Linked DNA regions of Zea mays: region 2 is linked to region 1. A link is a contact called in public Hi-C data. All regions are on one chromosome and are shown on one strand. The core of a region is the stretch at or near the end of the contact, and the rest is flanking DNA. Distances in the headings are between cores, read along the strand shown.

Evidence for each region. Hi-C and Micro-C count contacts between places; a contact is called where the count stands out from the background.
Region 2: a contact with region 1 is called in a Hi-C map of leaf, with 2.0 times the contacts expected there. The contact joins the promoter of LOC100384695 here to the promoter of LOC103649797 in region 1. A contact is called at or near these places in 4 of 25 Hi-C or Micro-C datasets (bundle sheath, leaf, tassel and 1 more).

What each region holds. Positions count from the first base shown.
Region 1 is chr3:19,811,758-19,819,021 of Zm-B73-REFERENCE-NAM-5.0, forward strand. LOC103649797 (MADS-box transcription factor 51) reads left to right here and starts at 4,484. Exons shown (of 5, transcript XR_004857088.1): 1 at 4,484-5,100.
Region 2 is chr3:19,969,702-19,976,965 of Zm-B73-REFERENCE-NAM-5.0, forward strand. LOC100384695 (cytochrome P450 family 77 protein) reads left to right here and starts at 3,109. Exons shown (of 7, transcript NM_001177171.1): 1 at 3,109-3,668; 2 at 4,814-4,924; 3 at 5,012-5,228; 4 at 5,379-5,712; 5 at 5,861-5,922; 6 at 6,812-6,885; 7 at 7,159-7,264. The coding sequence starts at 3,141. The coding sequence ends at 7,164. LOC103649802 (a long non-coding RNA gene) reads left to right here and starts at 721. Exons shown (of 3, transcript XR_563711.4): 1 at 721-1,144; 2 at 1,840-1,931; 3 at 2,029-2,341.

The sequences.
Region 1 (7,264 bases), core at 3,234-5,733:
TTGTAAAGGATGAATCCTTGGTGGTTACCATGCTTTGGAACGTCAAAAAAAATAAATCTTTGAACACTCTTCATGACGTCACTCTCAGTAGCAAAACCATAGCTAGAAATTGATTACTTTCATTTTTTTTGGAATAACATAAGGAAAGCTATTCAAGTATGAAGCAATTCCTTCAGATAACGCTTCAAATTACTAATGACAATGCTAAGTCTCACATTTAGGTTATGCATGCAAAAAATCTGAACTTTCTGAAAACTCACACAACAGCCAAGGACACTATTGTTCTCTTGGCAAGAATCATGGCACGCCACTTTCAGTAACAAAACCAGAAATATAAACCGATTACTTCATTTTTGAAATAACACAGGGAAAACAATTCAAGTATGAAACAATTTATTCAGATAACACTTGAAATTACTAATGCCAACGCTAAGTTTCATATTTAGGCTAGGCATGCACTCCACAATCTCAAGAGTTCAAATGGATCCTCTATTTTATAATGTTTGCAACATCTATATGATGACATGATCTGCACAGCTAAAAATACTGATATATTAGAAACAATTTTTTCACTAAGGTAATGACATATCATAGCTCGCCAAGTACTTTGCAACATGACAGAACAAAAAAATTTAATTGAACCAGACTTGCAGGAAGAAGGGGTGCTCCGGGTGCGGCACGAGCGCGAGCTTATATAGGACACAATTCCCTTACAATTGAGCAAAATAAATTTAGTGAACTGTACGAAACCTGAGACGTCGCCATCCAACGAACACGAATCAAACTATGAGCGGATGCAAGTGGATACCAATCAAACTGGTAAAGAAATTTTAAAAACTGATCAAACAAAAAACTAAGGAAATGATAAGTGTGGATGATGTACCTGCTGACCCATTATAGCCACGACCACATTCTTCTCCGCCGTTGCCTTTCGACGGTGGGTAGCCCCAGGGCCGCAAACCGGCGATATGGCGCGGGCAGAAAAAAAAAACAGATCAAACAGAAACACAAAGGAAAAGGATAAGCATGGGTGCTGGACCTGCTGACTCATTGCCGCCACGATCCGCGATCCCTTTCTTCTCCGTAGCTATCTTTCGGCGGCGCTTGGCCCCAAGATGTCGTTTGCGAAATTCAGAGAGTGTAGTCGAAGCAACAGGTAACTTTGAGACCCATCCAACGAACACGAATCAAACTGTGAGAGGATGCAAGTGGATACCAATCAAACTGATAAAGAAATTTTAAAAATTGATCAAACAAAAACACAAACGAAATGATAAGTGTGGATGATGTATCTGCTGACCCATTACAGCCACGACCACATTCTTCTCCGCCGCTGCCTTTCGATGGCGGGTAGCCCCGGGGCCGCAAACCGATGATATGGCGTGGGCAGAAAAAAAAACAGATCAAATAGAAACACAAAGGAAGGATAAGCATGGGTGCCTGCTGACTCGTTGCTGCCGCGATCCCCTTCTTCTCCGTAGCTATCTTTCGGCGACGCTTGGCCCCAAGATGCCGCTTCCACTTCCAGTTGGGTCCGGATCTCCCTCGGTGCGAGACTCGTCCATCTTGGGTGTAGTCCGCATGACGAGGGCAGCGTCCCTCCGCGCAACGTCTTCCTCCACATGAACCTCCATGGCGGTGGCAGCTAGCGATGTACATTATTCTACTCTTCCCCGTAGATACAAATTGTACTGATTTTATCTACGTATATACATATAGCTTCAGTTTAAGGTTATTAATTTTATGCTCAATACTTTACACCACTGTTGGGTTTACCTGCTCCGCACGATAGCCAGTAGCCACCCTCGCCTCTCTCCAGTGCTGCCATGGGCCTCCATCGCAGTGTTCTCCCACGCGTGCGAGCAGTCGGAAAAACAGTCGCGACCTTGTCTCCCACGCATCGGGCAGTCGGAGCCTCGCTCGCACGCGGGCCTCTACAGTCGTCGTTGCCTTCCATGTGCGCGGGCATCGGAGATGCCGTTGCCTTGCTTGCACGCCAGCACCCGGCTGTTGAAGCATCCCTTCATCTCGGGACGCGTAGTGCGTATGGGAGACATGGCCAATGGGAGCGAACTATCGCCTTGCAACGCTGAGTAGCAGAGCCGCGTCGCTGCATCAGTGAAGGTACCACTCGCCTCGCGGCGCTGGGAAAAAGAGACGCGCCGTCGTACGCGAGATGGACGCAGGCGCGTGCTCGAGAGATGGACGCAGGCGCGTGCTCGAGACAGGCACTATTAAATGGGTCGTGCCTCGGGCCGGACGCCACTACTATACTTAAAGCACCAGTTTCAACGGTCGTCATGCGTCATCTTTTTTAAAAAAGACCCTACATTTCTTCCAAATCAACTCAACATAAAATATTAAAAAGCAGTGCAGGAGATAGGGTATGTTAAAAAGCGATGCATGAGATGGGGTTTGAACCCACACCTTGATGGAAGAAGGGTGGAAGACACTGAGCGAAACTGTCTAATCAGAAGAACAGCATGCTTAGGTGTTTATAATATTGAATATAAATTGTACATATGTATATATGATTTTTTGTAAAATAAAAAAATAATCGTGTCGGGTCGGACCAGCGCTACGGACTGAGGCTACAACCCAAACACCGCATGACGCTCGTGCAGGGTTGGCCCAGGCACTATTACATGGGTCGTGCCTCGGGCAGGCTCGCTAGACACGGCCCATTTGGCCATCTATACCTCTGCACAATAATTATGATAATTATGGTCCTCGCCTCAGTTGCCATCACCTCGTTCGCCGTTCTACTTCTTTTCTCTCTCCCCTCATGCCTCCACCTCCGCGCCATCCCATTCTCGGTAGAGGCGTAGGAGGAAGCCCTGACACCGACTCGCGTAGTGGCTATTGCACGTCAACGAGGACGTTTCACATCATGCGCGCACCATCGTTTTCACCGTCGTTGGACGTCCTGTTGGTCTTCCCATCCTTCACCCTATTCTTCCTCCCCAACCTGCTGCCCCACCCACGATCGCAGCCGCGAGCCGACCGACGCTCGTCGACGCGTGTACGGGGCGAGTCGGTCATGCTTCTGGCCTTTCTCTATGTGTGTCGTTGAGGAGGACATGGTGGCGCCTGCCACGCTTAGGTTATCTTAGCGATAAGGAGTCTAGGTCTGAGATATTGGACAACTATGACCCGTAGCGTGGCAGCAGTCGGCATATGCTACGGAGTTGGTGGTGGTGTTGTGTCGTTTCGGCGGGTCCAGGGCTGGGAAGACACTCACATTCTCTCGCCCTTCTCGGACTGTCGCCTGGTGCGGGTGCCTCTTGGTTTGGAGCTGCTCTGGCTGAGCTTCTTTTTCCGCTTGCGTGCTCTCTCCCTATATATCTAGCGGTATACTACCTATGTCGGCTCCAGATGCCCAGGTCTTCGTCGTGTCCTTCTCCGGCAACGAACAGGTATGCCCACCTCTTCCCTTCCCCTCCTGCTCTACGAAACCTTGGAAGTGGGGGAGGCAAGGGATGAGTGTCTCGGATTTGCTGCCTATGATACCCGTGCGTTCATAAAAAAATATTATGCAAAGAGCGGAGACAACCAATAAAAAATCTTGAGATCTTTTTTATGGATAATTTACGTGTGTATTGTTGTGAGCCGTCGCAAGTCGCAACAAACGGGTAACCGACTAGTTATTATTAAAATTATACTTAGATCAATTAGTAAATATGTGTTATCATATTAAACTTATATTATATTAATTAATAAAATATTTTAACCCCCTCAATCTCTTTGCTCCGAAACAAGCCGCGTGAAGGAACTAAATTTTTTGAGACAAATATGGTGACAAGTTTAAATGTAATACTATATACATAAGTGTATCTCTCACCAATTTCTTGAGTCCTTTTAGGCAGTGTTTGGTTGAAGAGCCAAGTAGAACGGAACCGTTCTATTCCTATTTATAGGAACGAAGCCGCTCTGTTCTATGTTTGGTAATTTGGAACGGAGCGGCTCTGTTTTTTGTTTGGTTGCAGAGTGAACAAAACGGAGCATGACTGTGAGAGCGGGATGGGAACGGAGCGGCTCCGTCCGGTTGATTTTTTGGAGCGGAATGATTCTGGATCTGAGGAGAATATTCCCTAATTGGAGTCATTCCGTTCTAGTTACTTTGTAACCAAATAGCAAAAAAACTAGAACAGAACGATTCCATTCTACTTGGCTCTTCAACCAAACACTTCATAACATAAAATTTATAAGATTTTACGTTTTATTTGGTCTAACATGATTATTATTTTAGATGAAGAGGATAATATTGATATTATATCTTTAAATAGATTTAATATTAATACCGACATTCGATAGGCCAAACACCTCCCCGCAACTTACCGACATGAGGAAGGATCTGGAGAGTCGAGTGTGTCCTCTCTCGTTTTTTCACCAGAAGAAAAATGGTCGAGAGCGTCCTTATCCGCGCAGCTTCGAACCGCCATAGGACGGCGAGATATTTGCGGCGTGGGCGCGCGTGAAGAGCGAGTGGCTCGGGGCGCGAGTGCCGTGTGGACAGCCGCGCTCACGCGCGGGCGTGGGGCATGTCGCACACCTGCCCTCACGGCTCACGCTCATGACGAGCCAGCCAGCCAGGAGCCAGCCAAACCGCCTCCACGCCGCGTTTTCCCGATCTGGAAATTTACCACGAGAGCGTCGTGACTGCCACAAACATACGAGCACTGGGCACTGGTGAATGAACGAGAGTGACCTGACCCCCGTGCGGCCGTCCGCCGTCACCGACCGAGCGCCGGGTCCCACCACTCCCCGTCCCCAACCCCTCGCGCTCGCTCCAGCCTCCAGCAACCGCGCTCCCTGTTCCTTTCCTTCCCAGGCGGCCAGGCCCAGCAGCGTGAAGTGAGGCCAGCTAGCCTATTATCAGCCTATGGCGGCTCGGATTGGAGCGGACGGGAAGGCGATGGCACGCCGCGGCCGCGTGGAGCTGCGGCGGATCGAGGACCGGGTGAGCCGGCAGGTGCGCTTCTCCAAGCGCCGCTCGGGGCTCTTCAAGAAGGCCTTCGAGCTCTCCCTGCTCTGCGACGCCGAGGTCGCCCTCATCGTCTTCTCCCCCGCCGGCAAGCTCTACGAGTACGCCTCCACCAGGTAATAATAATTCCAATTCTCCCTCCCGCCCCGGCCTCGATCGCTCCCCTTCCTGTTCCATCCGATTTGTTGTTGCTTGTTGTGTGCTCATACCATCCTGACTGACTATTAGCAAGAGCAGTTCGTCGGCCTCCCTCGATCCCCCCTTGTCCTGTCCCGCCGCCTCGCCATGCGCTAGCTTCCAGACTGTCTCCCGCCGAGTTGCACTTGCGCGTTGCGCCACACCTTGCATGAGAGAGACTGGGAGCATGACCTGACCCCTGCCTGTCCCTGTGCGTCCACCTGTTCCGGATCTTGCCCTAGCCGTATCCGTATGCCTGCTACAGCTCCGGGCTCCGGCCGGCCGCACGGGTGTGCTGTGCTCTGCCTTCTCGCCGCTTCAGAATAGATAGTGGCCTCGCCAGCCCTGTCGCTTCTCGCCATGCGCACGTGCTTTGCGTGCGGGTGGAAGTGGGCTCGTTTGGCTTGCTACTTCTTCTAGTGCTGCGACTATTTTTTGTTTTGTTTTGTTTATTTATTACTGATTGCTCTGGCTGATGTTGGGTTGGGAGAGAGGGATTTCTCGCCGCTGCCGTCACGTACGGAGAGTTGGTTGGTTTGGACGATTATTAGTCATCACGACAAGACCGCCCTTGACTACCTTTTCCCTCAGTGCCTGGCACTGCACAACTGCTGCAGTGCTGCTCCTCGATGCCGATGCTAATCCAATCTTGCAATCCATACATATTTCCTTAAACGGAAGGTCTATACATATTTCTCAAAATGAAAGGATCCCTTGACACCTTATTAAGGGAGTGTCTTAATAAGGGGTGTTTAGGCTGTCCGCAACATATCTCCTAAGATTGGCGATTTGCATGGTAGATTACAACGTTTGGTCGTTTGCAGAGTAAAGTTTGTCTTAGAGCATCTATAAAAGCTCCTCAAAAGTCTATAAATTAAGTTCTTCATGAAAAACACAAAAAACTTGTCTTCGACGGTTTCTCTAAAGTGCTCCAACTTCTTTATAGTCATTAAAACTCTCATTTGTAGCTACAAACGGGGGCTTTTTGGGCTTCCTAGAAAACACAAACGTGCCACGCCCACACAACCTCACAATCCGCTACCACCCACGCAACCTCGTCGTCTACCTCCGTGAGCGCATCCTCCCCATCTGCGCAACCTCGTCGTCCGTTGCTGGCAACGCGCCCACACTATCCTGCTTCTACCATCTCACAACCCGCTATTGAACCTCCGTTGTCGATCAGATCTCTGCTATCGCTCGGTCTCGCCGTTGGTAGTCTCTCACCGGCCACGTCCGCCCACGTACAACCAACAACCTTTGATGGTGGTATATGTTTGGTCGTTGGACAGATGTCAAAGTCGTGGAAGAAGAAAATACACAAGTGAAACATATCAATGTGGGTCCAAGAGTGGCTTGGCCTAGTTATGAGAATGGTTGGAGAAATGGTTAAAATCTACCCTAATAATTTTTGAGATACTCCTAAAAACTAGTTTTTAATAGTTATTTGTTGGAGAGCGGTTAGAGATGCTCTTAGTATGGCCCTTAAAATCTGTTTTTAATAGTTATTTGTTGGAGAGCGGTTAGAGATGCTCTTAGTATGGCTCTGAAAGAATCATGATGCCCAAGAGGGGGTGAATTGGGCTTTTTTCTAAAAATTCAACAACAATTAAACCCTGAGCAAATATTTAAACCCTAAGCTAGAGCCCAACTTCACCTAACTACTAGCAATAAGAGAATACTACTAGAAAGATAACAATCCTAAGACATCACTTCAACTACTTGCTAAACAATTGAATAAAGTAAAATGCTTGAATTAAATGCGGAAAGTAAAACAAGGTTGAGAAGACTCCTCCAATATTTTGTCGAGGTATCGAAGAGTCGGCACTCTTTCCTAGTCATCGTTGGAGCACCCGCGCAAGGGTATCGCTCCCCCTTGGTCAAGAACTAAGTACTCACTATGAGGTGATCCTTTGCCACTCCGGCGCGGTGGATCCCTCACGACCGCTTACAATCTTTGAGTCGGGTCACCAACAAATCATCCGAGGTGATCACCGTGCTCCAAACGCTACCAAGCCATCTAGGTGATACCGATCACCAAGAGTAACAAGCAATAGACTTTCACTTTACCAAGAGAAGCTTAATGCATGTGGTGTGTGCTCTAGG
Region 2 (7,264 bases), core at 1,859-4,358, 160 kb after region 1:
GCGGCAGTTTTTTGTGTCATTGTCCGATGTCGCGGTCAACACACACGCCTTGAAAGAGATGAGGTCGAGGACGGCCGGCCAAGTTCGTCGGAGGCTGCGGATCAGGCTAACATGCCATTAGATACTTTAGTGCCTCCGCCGTGTTATTTTTGTTTGCTTTAAACGACCACCATTGACGATAAGGACACAATGCTTTGCAGACTAGAAAGACCAAGGAAACAGACAATGCGATTATGCGATGGAGGTCGGCACGGTGATGATAGCCAGTGCTGATCGCATGGTTGATGGCTAGCGCGCGGCGGGCTAACCACTTCGAATTAGTACTACTAGCTTAGTAGCTTGAGCTTGCCTGTTCGATTAATTTGAATCAACCAATGCTCAGCATACAAAAAACGATTCCGGTCCTAGACTCATACGACGAGGAGTGCATTCAGCTCAAAAGAACCAGGAGTGCGAGCTAGAAACTGTAGACTCTAGTTGATGCACTCAAGATGACATGATGGCTTGCGATCTTAATCATACGCTGTTGTCCCATCGGTGGCCGTTCATGAACTAATTAAGCTTAATAGATACATCTTATCGTTTAGTTCTTATCTGTTTAGTTCTTATCTATATGATTAGTTTGTAATTGAACTATATTTATATTTCTAACTAGCATTAAACATTGTATGTGACAGAGGCTAAATTGTAGTAGAGGGATGTCTCATGTCTGTTGCTTAGGCTTGGGAATGGGCCATATAAACTCATGGGCAGAAAGGGGCTCTAAACTCGCGGGCTAACAAATTTGAGCTTCTTTGGGTTCTCCACTGATTAGGGCAGAGTTGGATCAAGACACTCCACTAAAGGACCGACACATCATCAAACAAAGCCCAAATGTGCTACTGGATCGAACGAAAGGGCATAAGCCCGTGGATCATGTGAAAGGGCTACGTCTCAATCTCTCAGGCATCCGCACCGCCGTGCTGCTTACAGGGAGGTGGCGCTCGCTGGGAGGCGGCAGCGCGACGCTCGCAAGGAGGCAACGCGATACCTGTAGGCGGCCTCGTTGAGACGTTGTCCCTATCGTGGAGGTCTTCCTCTCGACCCAGCAGCCGTAGCCCAGCTGTAGCCCAACTCAGATCTCTGCTGTAACGTCATCCAATAGGTGCGGTTCTTTCTAGGAGGAAAGCTTCAGGTTAATCTCTCCATTTAAGCAGCTACCTGCCATCACCTGCTCTCGGTGCTACTTTAATTATTGTTTGAGTCTATTTTAGATTAATTTTAGTTTGAATGTTGATAGCTCTTACTCTTGGTGCTACTTTCATTACTGTTTCAGTCTGCTCGATATGTAAGATAATTAACTAGACTCTATTTCAACTATGTCCCAAGCTTTTAGTTTATGATGCACAAGAGCTTACAAATGCAGAAAGTATAATGCCTTTGCAGATCAGTTTTGGCTTTTGCTGTTCAGTGTAGGTTGTTTTTGTCCCCTGCCCAAGATATTATTGTATATTGTTTTCCTAATTTGGTTGAAATCAACTCAGTATAAGGACATACCATCATGTGCCAAATTAATTGATCGTAAATATTATAAAAAAATGTATCACTAAAAACTGATCGTAAATATATGGATAGCTAATTGTACATGTTCTAGAGTTAAATATTGTTATAAGCATGTTGTTGTGTGTGTATAAATTATAACCGATACAATTTCAATTGAATGATTTCAATTGGTAATTTTGCAGCCTAGGCCATGGAGGGGGTTTCATCAATTGACGAGGCTATCTCAACTGATGCTACTGCATTTGTGAATTCAGGCAAAACACTAACTCTGAATCAATTAACTCTGCATTTGTCCAGGCTAAGGAGTTCCTTGGTGCTTCCGGTGACAAGCGAAAGGAAGTCATCTGCAGTATGGAGGAGGCAGATAAGCTCAGTGGTTCTGCTGCAAGGTAAACTGCCTGTATATAAATATCCTTATGTTGTAAAGCACCATTTACAATGGCTATCCGGTGATTCTCTTTCTGTTGATTCTCTGCATTTGTCCAGGCTAAGGAGTTCCTTGGTGCTTCCGGTGATTCTCTTTCTGTTGTAAAGCAGCTATCCTGCGAGTGCCTCTACACATTGAGGAGTCCTGCCTTCACTCGTTGAGGAGTCTTGCCGAGCAACATTGTTAAGTTCAGTTATCTGAATTCAGTTGGATCATGGCTGTCGATAAACATTTTAGTATAATGGATATTGTAGTCCTCCTGCGAGCAGTTTCTCTTCGTGCATGGAGCGTCTTTGCTTGTGAGTTGATAAACATTTTAGTATAATGGAGGATACTAATTTCATGGTTGCACTTTGTGGTTGTTTTCTATCATTTGTTTGTGAGCCCATAGATTATACTAATTCATTAGCTTATGGTGGTGCTTGCTTGTATATGAAGGCCCTTGGATTGGCCCGTGGATTTTAAAAGGATCGAGGCGGATTAGGATGCCGGGGCATTAAAAAACGGATTGAATTGAGTTGTATCAAATCAATTTGGATTTAAGTAGGGCTGGGTTCACTTTTTAAACTTATAGGATTGAAGTGGGGTTGGGGCCGGATTGTGACCCATTACCAGGCTTACTGTTGCTACTTGGTGATGTGTCTTCCCGCTCTAGCTCTACCTCTACGGCGAACAACAGCTCGATCCAGACTGTTACAACTATAAATTATATAGATAAAATCTAGTACAGATTAAAGTAAATCGAACATACTGAGCCTAGGTGCCAGTGCCACCCAATCGGTGCCAATTGCCAACGTATCAGCGTCGTGGAATCTGGTGTCCACGCAGCGGCGACGTCCAGGCCCACATGTCGATCTCCACGCTACGCCGGTGTCGTCCCCCTCGACGGCATCGCCCACACTACAGTACCAGCGAGCAGGTGGGCACAAAGCGCGCAGCATTGAAAAGGAGAGCCATGCGCGCCAACAGTTCCGTGCCCACTTGGCGCTTTGCCAACGCTGCGGTAGCACGCGGGCCCCGTGCGCCAGTGGCAGCATCGTCAGTTAGTCTCGACCCACTGACAACTCGGGTCTCACGTTACGTTGCTATATCCACTATGTACTACTATATGCACTGTCAAGTGACAACTCGGGCCGCACGGTCTCCGCTCGGTTCTCCAGTCCAGTGGGCAATGGTGCCAATGGACCCCTCGATCTCCTCGTCCTCCTCGCCTCTCCGGCTCCCCGGAACCCCCACCAGCCCGGGCGCGAGCCCGAGGCCCACCCTCGTCGCGGCCGGCCGCCAGCCCGCCGCCGCGCCCAGCACCACCCGCCTCCGCGCCATCTCGCCGTCCCAGTCCCCGCCCACCCCGGCGTCCCCCGTGGAGCCGTTCGGCTTCGACGCGCTCAAGGGGACCTTCTCCGTGGACGTGGCGGCGGCCGACGCGCGCTCGCTCGACGTCCCGCTCGCCGCGCCCTTCACCATCGCGTCCTCCCGCCTCGTCGCGGTCTCCAACGTCGCCGTGCGCGTCGAGCTCCGCACCGGCGCTGTCGGGTGGGGGGAGGCGCCCGTGTTGCCCTCCGTCACGGCCGAGGACCAGCCGGCAGCGCTCGACGCCGCGGGACGGGCGTGCGCAGCGCTCGTCGGCGCCCCAGCGGCGCCCCTCGGCGCGGTGCTCCAGGACCTCGCCAGTGTGCTTCCGGGACACGCCTTCGCCTCGGTGAGGAATCCGCAGCTTCTCGCCCGACTCATCTAGTGAAATTTGGCCTCCGTTACCGTGGTGGATTGACAAGTGTTTGATCATTGATCGTCGGGAAAGATAGGGGCGTGATTCCAGTTAAGAAGTCTAGGTTGTTTGCAAATCTGAATTTGTGGGACTGTGACGTGGTGTGCTCGATGTTGATATGCAGTTTAATGTCTACGAACAATGTATATGGCTTTCGGGCGCTGAACTACTGAAGTGATTTGCTGGACCACCAGTTATTATACTCTTCCAGTCCATAGGCTTTTTCAATTTTCATGGTGTGTGTTTGGTTATATGCTAGATTAGAGGGCGCTTGATTTTGATTATATGGTCTTTCTAAGGATGTTTCTTTTTTATGGTGCATGTTTGTTTATTTTTTGATCTGTAAAGCCGTATGTAGGAGACTGCAAGGCTGAAACATTTTGTTTCCATTATCCAAAAAATAGGCCTTTTCAAGCCTACAACCGCTGACACAGTCATACAGTTTCCTTGTAGCAAATCCTCCATGTGGCCAGTTATTTTTCTTGGAAATTGATGAGATGCAGACATAAAGAACTTGCGAGCTAGAGGGATTTTACTCGAATTCACCCCAAAAATGAAGGGAAACTAGTATCTAAGGTTAGGCTCAGATCCTAAAACTATGGCTCCGGTACCACTGAGAGACCTCTATGACCTTAGCTTGCAACCTTAACCACTATAACTGTAGAACAAAGGGAGTGATACCTTCTGAATTTTGGGAAGACACCATAAGAGGGCCAGAGTTTGGTACTCGATGTCGGTGACGACACCGGTGACCTTTCCTTCACTAGCCGCGTAGAGATTAGATCAGATCTCATGCGAGTATACGCCGGACATTGGTTCATGTGCTAGCCCCTTATCTATTTATGTACGCGGTACAAAAGGGTGCTACAATCAGTAGGTTGTTGTGTCCCTGATCAGAATGCGAGTGTCGTATCTGAGTTGGCCCCTTTACCGAGTCGGATGAGATCAACACAACAGAACTGACATAGTTTTGCATATGATTTTATTTTCTTGATGGTCACTCAATTGTTTGTTTTTTGTTTAGACTTATTAATGATTAGTCCTATAGTTGCACTTGACTGTATCCTTTTCCATTTAAGGCCAGAGCAGGGGTGGAGATGGCGCTGATTGATGCTGTTGCTAATAGCATTGGCATACCTCTATGGAGATTATTTGGAGGAGCATCAGATAGTTTGACAACTGACATCACAGTACGATTACCTCACTGCACTGACTCCTGATTCCTGAAAGCTTTTAAATACCATAACCACATTTTTATCCTGATATTCCTTATTCAGATTCCAATTGTGACCCCAAATGAAGCTGCTCAATTGGCTGCAAAATATCATGGACAAGGGTTTCAAACTCTGAAGCTCAAGGTTGGGAAGAACTTGAATTCAGATATAGAAGTTCTGAAAGCTATACGACTTGTCCATCCAGATTGCTCATTTATTTTGGATGCAAATGAGGGATACACAGCAAAACAAGCAATTGAAGTTCTTGATAGACTAAATGGTCCGTACTCCTGCAAACTGTAAATTGCTAGAGTTCTCATTTTAAAGTTGTTTCAATATGTTGAACATGTTAGCTACCTGTCATCTGAACTGTACGCCCTTCTTCCCATGCTTGAAAGTTAACATGTTTCTTTCCTTTTATTGGTTTCAGAAATGGGAGTGACCCCTGTGCTCTTTGAACAACCAGTTCACAGAGATGATTGGGACGGTCTCCGAGATGTTACCTCTGTGGCCATGGAGAAATACAAAGTCGCTGTTGCTGCTGATGAAAGCTGTCGAAGTTTACTTGATGCTCAAAAAATAATAGATGGAAATCTTGCCCATGTTATTAATATCAAGCTGGCAAAGTTGGGGGTTCTTGGGGCCCTTGAAATAATTGATGCTGCAAGAAAAGCCAATATTGCTCTGATGATCGGTGGCATGGTTGAGACTAGGATCGCTATGGGCTTCGCTGGTCACTTAGCTGCTGGCCTTGGTTGCTTTAGGTCTGTTTGCTGTGAAAATTATCATTTTATCAGCAAGAGATACTGTCATCAGAATGCTGAAACCACAAGCTGTACAATGTTACCATGTTCGATGTCTTATACCTGTCAAATCAGCTGCTAAAGTTGTTTTCTAAACTTATGGATGCAGTTTCATTGACCTGGACACACCTCTTTTACTGTCTGAAGATCCTGTATATGGTGGCTATGAAGGTAATCTTACACAATATCGCCTACTACTGCTATAGCATATAGGTTCCCTTTTCCCCAAGATAATGTTTTAAATAAGTTGTCGATCCAATGATGCTTTCGGGTCAAAAAATGGTTTGGCAATGCTTTTGCTGCATGTTTTATTGTTGATGTGTTCTTCCCTGACTTGACTTGCTTGTTTTTTGAACGGATAAACCTAAAGACTACATAGTTGAACAATAAACCTAGACTAGACACCTACAGAATCTGGATTCGACACAGCAACACTTTAAACACTGCTTGTCAAATTATATAGCGATTTGCGTATAGGGAACATGCACTAAACTTGGCCGGGGAGGGAATGATTAAGCTCCCGGTATAATATTAAGAACATATCGAAACATTGGTCCCGACCGAGAAAATCTCCAAACTCTGGCCTCCTATCACGAAGACACTAACGGGCCGATGTCAATCGTCCACTCTGTAACGGTCCAACTGGAGGGTGGCGGCGTGGCGTACAAGACATCACAACCCAAGAGCGGATGAGACGCAGCGAGGGAATTTTTTAACTAAACCGAAAAATCCGTCCCTGAGGTGAATCGAACCTAGATCTTGGAGGTGCTACTCGAAAGCCTTAACCACTAGGCTAGAGTCTCTTTAGTGGAACATACACTAAACACTTAGACAGTGCCTATATATTACTATGGATAAAGCAGCAGAAAAATACAAGTGGGCCTGACTCAATTTTCTGAACCCAACCTTTTGTTATCTCAATTTCTCATGATAATACTACTTGACGTTGTGAAAAATTCGTTGCTATAATGCTTATACCTGGATATTTTCATCTTCAATATTGCTCTATTCTTATGTTGTTTAGAATATCTCCTTATGGCTTACACAATTCTCTCAGCAGCTTTCGGACCTCTGTACAAGTTTACAAATGCTCGTGGCCATGGCGGTTTCCTTCACTTGGACAATGAAGCCTCGGTACGTCAAAATCCATTCCCCCTGTTAGCATCTGACTTCCTGTAGAAATATTGTATTCCTCCCCTCATTACCATAGTTAATTTTACTTAACCGAAAAGGTAGCCAATGGCATACAGTAGATTCATATTTATTAATCGTGCAGTTACAATTTCTTATTGTACAGCTGCAAATAGTGCCATTTCTCATTCTCACTTTATCTAGTGGTCTCTTCCTTATTGGAATAAAACGTTCTAGGATTTATAAACCTATATGTTATTCTTTTTTTTTTGGCAGAAATGAAGATGAAATACAAGTGATAGAAGTGAGCTTCATCGAAGCATTGCTGTGCATTCCGTAATGCACTGTTCCACTGGACAATCATCACATAACCGGAATCACA